Linked DNA regions of Sus scrofa: region 2 is linked to region 1. A link is a contact called in public HiChIP or PLAC-seq data. All regions are on one chromosome and are shown on one strand. The core of a region is the stretch at or near the end of the contact, and the rest is flanking DNA. Distances in the headings are between cores, read along the strand shown. Region 1 overlaps HRH1 (histamine H1 receptor). Region 2 overlaps VGLL4 (transcription cofactor vestigial-like protein 4).

The links. HiChIP or PLAC-seq counts read pairs in DNA pulled down with a chosen protein or histone mark.
Region 2: a contact with region 1 is called in an H3K27ac HiChIP or PLAC-seq map of alveolar macrophages. The contact joins two enhancer-like sites. A contact is called at or near these places in 2 of 47 Hi-C or Micro-C datasets (embryonic fibroblasts and subcutaneous adipose tissue) and 1 of 2 datasets of contacts at active chromatin or transcription factors (alveolar macrophages).

Annotation. Positions count from the first base shown.
Region 1 is chr13:67,318,974-67,324,139 of Sscrofa11.1, forward strand. All of the region lies in intron 1 of HRH1 (histamine H1 receptor), which reads left to right. It also overlaps a transcript of ATG7 not described here. Among named protein-coding and RNA genes, the nearest start is that of ATG7, 96 kb to the right of the region's middle. Within about 2 kb of position 1,923, at least 17 of the 83 cell types and tissues checked have an H3K27ac peak or open chromatin away from gene starts, as enhancers often do. A contact at or near this core is called in alveolar macrophages, where this site is marked.
Region 2 is chr13:67,795,923-67,801,088 of Sscrofa11.1, forward strand. All of the region lies in intron 2 of VGLL4 (transcription cofactor vestigial-like protein 4), which reads right to left. Among named protein-coding and RNA genes, the nearest start is that of VGLL4, 75 kb to the right of the region's middle. Within about 2 kb of position 2,104, at least 3 of the 83 cell types and tissues checked have an H3K27ac peak or open chromatin away from gene starts, as enhancers often do. A contact at or near this core is called in alveolar macrophages, where this site is marked.

The sequences.
Region 1 (5,166 bases), core at 673-3,172:
GATCTGTCCACATGTGACAATTAGGTATAATGTTTACGCTAGCGTTTTGGGAGATAATCTTTATCAGATTAAAGAAGCTCCATTCTTTTTTTTTTTTTTTTTTCTTGTTTTTTTAGGGCCGCACTCGCCGCATATGGAGGTTCCCGGGCTAAAGGTTGCATCAGAGCTGTAGCCGCCGGCCTATGCCACAACCACAGCAACACCAGATGTGAGCCGTGTCTACAACCTACACCACAGCTCACGGCAATGCCAGATCCTTAACCCACTGAGCAAGACCATGAATCGAACCAGCATCCTCATGGATACTAGTCAGATTCGTTTCCACTGAGCCACGACAGGAACTCCAAGAAGTTCCGTTCTATTCCCAGTTTGCTGACTATTTCTTTATAGTCATAAATGAAAGTAGGTGTTTTTCTGCATCTGCTCAGGTGATTACGTGATTTTTATTTTTCAATTTGTCAATATGGTGAATCACACTGATTTTTTTTTTTGAAATCTTTTTTTTTTTTTGATTTTCCCACTGTACAGCAAGGGGGTCAGGTTATCCTTACATGTATACATTACAATTACATTTTTTCCCCCACCCTTTGTTCTGTTGCAACATGAGTATCTAGACATAGTTCTCAATGCTATTCAGCAGGATCTCCTTGTAAATCTATTCTAAGTTGTGTCTGATAAGCCCAAGCTCCCGATCCCTCCCACTCCCTCCCCCTAAAATCAGTGTGGGCTGTCCTGTCGCATCTTCATTGCTGGATTCTGTCTCCCGATGTTTTTGTTGCGGGCTTTAGGATCATGAGTTCATGAGTGAGATGCACTGGTGATTTTTCCATTCTGGTGTTTACTTATCAGACTTTGGTGTCAAGGTTACGCTGGCCTCACAAAACAAGGTGGACCTTGTTCCCACTTGTTCAGTTCTCTAGAAGAGATTGTGTAAGCTGGGTGTTGTTTTGGTCAAGTGTTTGAGAACTCATGAGTGGGCCCCCAGTGGGTGGGAGCCCAGCGCAGGGTGGGGAGGATAGCTGGTTTCAGCTCACTCCAAGGAGGAACTTTCCAACAAAAAGCAGCTCAGGCGGCCTTGGGAGGAAGTTGGCAGAAGCTGTGCACCCAGCTGTCCTGACCATGGCGGAAGAACCAGCCTTGGTCTCCAAGGAGGGTTCTCCAAACCTGTGATCCTAGATGAAGGGAGTTCCATGCAGGGGGAAAGTCTGGTGTCCATCTCCTCCTGCTTCTAAAATTGCTTCGTCTGCAGACAGTGTCCTGGCAGTGAATTTCTGTTCCCCAGTGCCTGCAGTGGAGGGACCTGACTCCATGCATGCCTCCCCTTTCCATCTCTGTGACAGCAGTTTGCCTGGAATCTTTAGGACCTGGGGCCACACCCTCCAGCCAGTTCCCTGTGACCCCAGGGTAGCTAGATTTTGACAAGCTTCTTAGCCGAATAGTCCCTCAGTCCTCTTTTCTAAGGTGCCAGGCCCTGGGCTAACTTGGATCATCTCTCTTAACCCCATAACAAAGCCACAAAGTAGCTGCTGTTACCCCCATTACTCAGACTAGGAAAACAAGGTTTCTGGCTGTGAATGGTTGTAATGGTTTCACAGTAAATTATCACCCTCTAACCTCTGTGGGCTTAGGTGTACAATGAAGGTCTCACTCAGTTTTCTTCTCACATATTTCCCTCAATGTCCCTGACCTGTTTCTTTCCCTCATCTCTGTCCCCTGCATCATCAGATCCACAATTGCTCTACGTCTTCAGAGGCAGAGCTCACAACTCCAGGGGGCACCATTCAGGTGGTTTTCTACTGCAGGCCTCAGGCTTTGCAACCTGGACACCCCATCCTCGGCAGCGGGTCTCCTTCCAGCTGTCTGTTGGGGTGTTGAACTTTCTGCCTATTCCAGTGGCTGAGCATCAGAGTCACAGCAGGTCACATGGCAGAGCATGAGGGGAGGAGAGCAATGGGCGTCTGTATGGCGAGGCTCAGTGATTCTCAGAGCATAAATCATAATAGTTCGTAAACTGCTTCCCCCTTCTTTTTCTCGCTTTTTTTTTTTTTCTTTCTTTCAAAGTTTCTAGGCAGTTTTCGCTGGGTTTATTCTTTCAGGAGAACTTGATTTATTTACTAGCTGGCTTTTTTTTTTTTTTTCTGTCCCTGGAGAGAATCATCACTCCATAAATCCATCCTCCCGGCCCTCTCCCCCAGCTCCCTTGCCAGCCTGCCATTCCAGCCAGAGGTTCTGCGCACATGAGTGTTGATGCTGGGCTTTAATGGAAGCCTGTTTTCTTTCCTTTTTCCTTGACATTTAACTGCTTGCATGGTGGGTGCACCCTGATGGGCCTAACATGAACCCCTGAGTGAGCTCAGAGTCAGCCTCCCTGGAGCATGATGGGCTAACTGCGAAGCATCTCCCAAGGTCTCCCCAAAGTAGATTTAGGGGAAACCCTGAATTCTGCATTTAAATCAGACCATCTCCTGAAGACAAGTTCATGTGAGGTAAAAAGAGACATAGACAAAATGGACTTATATTTATAAACTCCATTGTATAAAGAATGCATGTAATTCAGTTTCTGGTTAAAAGCAAAGGTTCCAGCCATGTCGACTCAGATCCTGGCTCCACAGCTTTCCAAAATATGTCCCAGGCAGGCCGTCCAATCTGTCTTTGCCTTGATTCCCTCAGTGAGAAGGCAGGGTGAGTGAGTGTGTTAACTTACAGGATTGTTATGAGAATAAAATGAGTCGTGAGGTTGGAAAGAATTAATATTTGAAAAGCATTTATAGGAGAACCTGGCACCTTAGGAGTGTTCATTAAAGAAACCAATGAATAAATAACTCTTTTATATGGATTTCTTCCCCCCCAAGAAATTGGGAGTTATTTTTGTCATGTTTCAAAATAAATCCCCCTGGATTTTAAAAATTGGAAGCTATATTAACCCTGCACATTAATTTCTGACTCACCCCATGTGATGAGTGCTTTTTGTGAGATGATATTTTCTTGAATTAGTGTGGAGGCTCCTTGAGGGCGTGCTGCATGCTACTTTGTGGAAGATCTCCAAAGTGAAGATAATTTTTAAAAGTGCAAGACCCTAGAGGCAGGTGGGTTTGGTGGCAATAGTTGGGGTTTCAGAGTTTTGACCTGGATGCACATCCTAATGCCCTAAATAGTTATCTCTTTGGCTTGGGAGGAAGCATGTTAACCTCCCTGGCCTCAGTTTCCACCTCTGTAAAAAGGGAATCGTAATTTTTTTTTGTCTTTTTAGGGCTGCTCCCATGGCATATGGAGGTTCCCAGGCTAGGGATCTAATCGGAGCTGCAATTGCCAGGATCTGAGCCATGTCTGTGACCTACACCACAGCTCACGGCAATGCCGGATCCTTAACCCACTGAGCAAGGCCAGGGGTCAAACCCACTTCCTCCTGGATCCTAGTCCATTTCGCTAACTACTTAGGCACGATGGCAACTCTGGGAAAAGTAATGCTAATTATATTAGCACCACCTCTCACAGCATTATTGAGAGCCTCTTCCCCCAGATCTTGCAATGGCTTGTACCTTCCCATCACTGAGGACTCAAAGATGTGTCCTCCTCGGAGAGCCCTTCCCTGACTACCCCGTTTTGACCCCAGTCCAGTCCCTGTCTGTGATTTTCTTTATCACCGCCACCAGGTTGCCAGCTCCAGAGGTATAGGGATGTCATCTGCTCAGTTGATAGCTGTACCCGCGTGTCTCTTTAATGGCCCCTGGCACCTATTATGTATGCAATAAAAAGCTTACTGGATGGAGAAGGTGACTTCACAGCTAGATCCTTAAAGACAAGGGCCTGCCCTGATCATGCAAATGCCAGTAAAGACCCCCTGGTTGGTGAGGGTACCGGCACTTCATGGCACTCATGTGCCTAAAAATGCTTTTTAGGCGTTTCTGAAGTAGTAAGAAACACTGAGCATAGATGAGCTCTTTTCACATTGTAGCAGGAGCTCAGTGAATAGTTGTCAGTCTCTGACGGACTCATGCTCCCAGCACCCAGCCCCAGGCTTGACAAGGCTGAGAAGCACCACTGACAGGTTGGGAACACAGGACAGGGGCTTCTCCACTCCTCAGTCCTGTAGGGATTGAGGGGATGGTGAATAGCACTCTTCTGCCAGCCTGAGTTCTGGATCAACTGGGTATTAAGACAAAAAGCAAGGTAGCCGAGAACGAAGCGTCACCATTATTGCTGACCCGACTGACATTGGTGCATGTAGGCTGGCTAATGCCAAAGTCTAGAACATGTGGGGTTCTTCACCTGCCCTGGGAGCAGGCAAGACTGGGTTCCTGCAGAGTCTCTTTGGACTCATGCTCCCAGCAAGCAGGCTGGTTCCCAAAAGAATCTGAGAAGAGCTGAATTATATTTGCCTATTTCATCTCTCAAACCTCTTATCAATACATAGTACTGTGCAGGGATGCAGGAGCAAGTGAAGAGTGGGAGAGAGGCCAGGCTCTGAGACTAGAGGAAGTCCCATTACAACGGAGGAAACAAGGGGCAGGAAACTGACAGGAGGCCCTGTGGGTGGGGGAGTGAGTCAAGAGAGGCAGGGAGATGCAGAGGCCACTGGTGCCTGCTTCTTATATGCGCCAGCAGACTAGGAAAGCAGGAGGGCCCCTCACCTTTCTGAGCCTTTCCAGCCGGCTGACAGAGGAAAGGAACTGTCATCTATTAAGAAAGCATTGCCACCCAGGGCTTTTGGTTCACTATGTCACCCCATCCTCTCAACAGCCGTGTGAGATAAGTGTTAGTGCACCCATTTTAGAGGTAAAAAAACTAAGGCTGGAGATGTGGACTGACATATGCTAGAGTGGAGCTGGCGAGACCAGGAAGGAGGCCGCTGCAGTCATCCAGATATGAGAGTAGGGTCTCTTGGACCAAAGGTGGTGGCCCTGGAGAGAAGTGGACAGAATGAGACTCTTTGGAGCAGGTGCAGAAGGACTGACAGGTGGCAGAGTATGTAGCTGGACAGGACAGTACTAGGGAGAGTGTCAAAGCAGTGCTGCTGGCTAACTTGTGCTGGGAGATTTGTTTTGTTTTTTGCACTTTGGGTAGAATAAATATGACCCTCCTGGGCAAAGATGATTCATTGAATTAAGAATTGCATAAATTCATTGAGTAATAATAAAAAATAATAATAATAAAAATATATTTAAA
Region 2 (5,166 bases), core at 854-3,353, 480 kb after region 1:
CTAAATATCTACTCTGTATTCCAGAGTTTCTTATAATTAAGAGTAGCCATGTAACACAGACCTGGCCAATGAAACATAAACAAAAGTTTGCTCTGGGCTTTTGGGAAAGCTTTTGCTTTAAAAAAAAAAAAAAAAGTTAGATACGGCTCATGATACCCTTTTTTCTCCTCCTCCCTTCCCTGACTTACTGTCTTAAATGCAAATGCAATGCCTGGAGATAAGGCAGCCATTTTGTGACCGTGAGTGAAAAGCATCAGAAGGCTGCAAAAGAAATTTAACAGTAGTTACTTCAGAAAAACTAGGAACTTGAGATGGGAGAGGATTTTCTTCACTGACTGAATCTTTTTTAAAAACATTTTATAATAAAGACTGGTAAATAAAGGTGGAGTTTTTTTATATAATGATTTTTTTTTTCATTATAGCTGGCTTACAGTGTTCTGTCAATTTTCTACTGCACAGCATGGTGACCCAGTTACACATACATGTGTAGATTCTTTTTTCTCACATTATTCACGCTCCATCATAAGTGACTAGACATAGTTCCCAGTGCTACACAGCAGCATCTCATTGCTTATCCATTTTAAAGGCAAGAGTTTGCATCTATTAACTCCAAGTTCCCAACCCATGTTTTTTTGCTTTTTTTAGAAATACAGAAGGAAGCGTTATCGGGGTCACTGAGCGTAGTTAGGAGATTTTAAAGAGAGAACAACTAAAGGCTGAGCAGGCAAAATAGCAGAGGAAAAGGTATTCAGGATCAAAATGATATGAAGCATGACTTTACTGAAGCAAAAGATTTCAGGGAGAGAAAGTAATAGAAAACATAACTGAAAAGACAGTTAAATATTAAATAAAGGTTGAGGACCAGGAATAAATCAGACAGAAATCAAACTTGACTCTATAGTAACACACTGTAGTAAAGAGTCCCATAGGTTCACTTTGGGGAAAGAGAGGGAGTAATATGATAAAAACAATGTTTGAAGATCAGTCCAAGATGCAAAATAAGTTGTGAGAGAAAGAAGCAAAAGAAAAAGGAAGCGAAAGTCACAACCAATTCATCCAACTCCACTTTCAGTTTTCAAAATTAAATTAGCAGTACCTGATAAAAGGAATTGTGTTGTTGCACATGATAAAGAACTTGGACAGCTCGATTACTACACATTATTTCTTTACATACTATTTCTGAGAGCAGCAATATGATGTATTTAACTTCTCAATGCTGAACCCAATGTAGAATACATTTGCCATTTCTTCTTCCACTTCAAGTATAAATTCCAACCAGTTTCAAAAAGCATTACCTCTTCTTTCCAAAGATCAGCATTCTCATCTATTAAATAAAGGAGATGGACCAAAAGTGCCCTTTTCAAGTCTAAGACTCTGTGTCTAGTTTAACCTCAGAACTGGTGGGAATGGTAGCTGAGAGTATCTGGGAACAGAGAGAGCTGGGGACCTGGGATTGAGTAACTGAGGCTGTGTTTAACGGGTTACTAATGACACCTGAGCACAAAGCAACTGAATCACACTGGATAAAACTTCCTGAACATTATTTCAGAGGTCCTCCACTTAGGAACCTGTACTCCCCAGTTATTTATCTTGAATGGGGGATCCCTAACAGCTACAGTAACTATAAGATACATAGATACATGAGTAACTTGCTATATAAAAAGTAAAAACTCACCCAGAATACCATCATTTTTTTCCCCTTCTTTTCTTTTTCTTTTCTTTTCTTTTTTTTTTTTTTTTCTTCTTCTTTTTTAACAGCTGTACCTGCAGCATATGGAAGTTTCCAGGCTAGGGGTCGAACTGGAACTGTAGCTGTGACCTGTGCCACAGTCTTGGCAACGCTGGATCCAAGTTGCATCTGTGACCTTCACCACTGCTTACAGCAACACTGGATCTTTTACCCACTGGGTGAGGCCAGAAATCGAACCTGCATCCTCACAGAGACAACATCAGGTCCTTAAAACCTGCTGAGCCACAACAGGGAACTCCACTATCATCTTAATGCATAAATGGTTTCTGTTTTTTATTGAGTTAGTTCCCCTCTATTTCTTTACAATAAGAAAATGTGACTCATACATGCAAATGGTGTATTACTCAGCCTTTAAAAAGAAAGAAATCCTCCCATATGCAACGGCATGGGTGAGCCTGGAGGACATTACGATAAATGAAGTAAGCCAGTCACAGGATAAATACTGCATGATTATCTTAGATAGGAATCTAAACAGTCAGATTCATGGAAACAGCAGGATGATGGTCATGAGGGGCTGGGTGCAACGGGAGTTGCTGTTCAACAGGATGAAGTTTGAGCTAGCAAGATAAATATGTTCTAGAGCTCTGCTGTATAGTACTGTACCTACATTTAATAATACTGTAGTGTGCACTTAAAATCTGTTAAGAGGGTAGATGATTTCACATTAATTGTTCTCACCAAAATTTTTAAAACACCAATAACATATATTGAAGAACATCATTCACTATCATATGTTTTGTTTCTATACACATTGCTGTGATAAAATCATCTAATCAATACAGCATTTGGATCAATTACAGAAATCATCTTTAATATTCAGCTTCTCAGTATTTTTTACCATCAACTTTTTAGACATTGTGAACTTTCATTGTTACCTAATTAATGCAATGATAGATTTCTGACACTGAGATATTCTCTTCTGTAAATCTTTATCTGCACATAAAGATATGTATTTTTCAAATTTTTTTAGGCGTTCCCATCATGGCGCAGCAGAAACGAATCTGACTAGGAACCATGAGGTTTCAGGTTCCATCCCTGGCCTTGCTCAGTGGGTTAAGGATCCAGCATTGCCTTGAGTTATGGTGTAGGTCGCAGACACGGCTTGGATCTGGCGTTGCTGTGGCTCTGGCGTAGGCTGGCAGCAACAGCTCCAATTAGACCCCTAGCCTGGGAACCTCCATATGCCACGGGAGTGGCCCTAAAAAGGACAAAAGACAAAAAAAAAAAAATTTAAAAGACGTTTTTGGAGGAGTTCCCATCAATGGCGCAGCAGAAACGAATCTGACTAGAAACTATGAAGTGGCAGGTTTGATCCCTGGCCTCGCTCAGGAGGTTAAGGATCCAGCGCTGCCATAAGCTGTGGTGTATGTCGCAGACACAGCTCGGATCTGGTGCTGCTGTGGCCAGCAGCTGTAGCTCCAATTAGACCCCTAGCCTGGGAATCTCCATATGCCTTGGGTGTGGCCCTAAAAAGGCAACAACAACAAAAAAAAAAAAAAAAAAAAAAAGAGAGAGAGAGAGAGAGAGAGAAGAATGTTTACAGCCCTGGGATGCAACCCAGGCTCAGTAAGTAACTGTGTCATCGCAGAATGCAGCGGCAGAGCCAACAGAAGTTTCAATAGAAAAGCATTTAAATTTTTTAAACTAAATAACAGGGAGTTCCCATCATGACTCAGTGGTCACAAACCCAACTAGTATTCATGAAGACACAGGTTTGATCCCTGGCCCTGCTCTGTGGGTTAAGGATCTGTCACTGCTGTGAACTGTGGCGTAGGTCACAAATGCAGCTCACATCCCATGTTGCTATGGCCGTGGCATAGGCGGGCAGCTACAGCTCTGATTCCACCCCTAGCCTGGAAACGTCCATATGCCCTGGGTGTGGCTCCAAAAAGACAAAAATTAAATTAATTAATTAATTAAATGACAGGAAATAGACTTTTGTGGCGAAGCATTTGATTTGAGCACTTCACTAGGCAATGTATAAAATTCTAACATTTCAGAACTTAAAGGGATCTAGGGCTTGTCTCACCCTCCTACACTGCTGGCAGGAATATAAATTGGTACAACCACTATGGAAAACAGTATGGCAGCTCCTCAGAAAACTAAAAACTGAACTAGAGTAGAATCCAGCAATCCCACTTCTGGGCATATATCCTGAGAAAACCATAATTCGAAAAGATAACATGAACCCAAAGGTTCACTGCAACACTATTTACAATAGCCAGGACATCAAAGCAATCTAAATGTCTGTCGACAGAAGAATGGATCGAAATGATGTGGTACATCTATACAATGGAATATTACTCAGCCATAAAACAGAAAGAAATAATGCCATTTGCAGCAACATGGATAGACCTGGATATTATCATACTAAGTGAAATTAGATAGTGAAAAACAAATATCATGTGATACCACTTACATGTGGTATCTTCAAAAAAAAAAGAAAAGGATACAAATGAACTTATTTGTACAAGAGAAATAGATTTACAAACTTTGAAAATTTGTGGTTATCAAAGGGAAGGAGGGAGGAGCAGGGATGGACTGGGGGTTTGGGACTGGCACCTGTGCACTGAGATACATGGAATGACTGGCCAACGGGGACCTGCTATATAGCACAGAGAACTCTACCCACTATTCTGTGATAACCTGTATGTGAAAAGAATCTGAAAAAAGAATGGATGTGTGTATATGTATAACTGAATCACTCTGCTGTACAGTGGAAAGATCACAACATTGCAAATCAATTAAACATCAATAAAATTTTTTAAAATGAAAAAAAAAAAAAAAAAAAACTCACCTCCTCACCAGAGTTCAAGAAACCACTGTACAGGGAGTTCCCGTCGTGGCGCAGTGGTTAATGAATCCGACTAGGAACCATGAGGTTGCAGGTTCGATCCCTGCCCTTGCTCAGTGGGTTAACAATCCGGCATTGCCGTGAGCTGTGGTGTAGGTTGCAGACTCGGCTCGGATCCTGAGTTGCTGTGGCTGTGGCGTAGGCCGGTGGCTACAGCTATGATTGGACCCCTAGCATGGGAACCTCCATATGCTGCAGGAGCGGCCCAAGAAATAGCAAAAAGACAAAAAAAAAAAAAAAAAAAAAAAAGAAAGAAGACCCATGGATGGTGGCCCCACTCAGCTCCAGCTCTGGGCAGGGACTTAATCTCTCTCCTGGGAGCCTGTTACCCAGTGCTGGACCACTCCTCACGTTAGACATTTTTTATTTCCAGGGAGCTGAAATCAACTCCTACAACTTCTGGGATAGATCCTAGTGGGGTCCACTGGAGCAACACCCATAAGCTTAATCCTTCCTTTAAAATGAGATCTGTCATTTAGAAGCCAACAATCTGTGTCACCTTTAGTCTTCTTCCCTCAGAAAAAGAAAAAGTATTTCAGTTTTAACCTCACATCACTCTGTT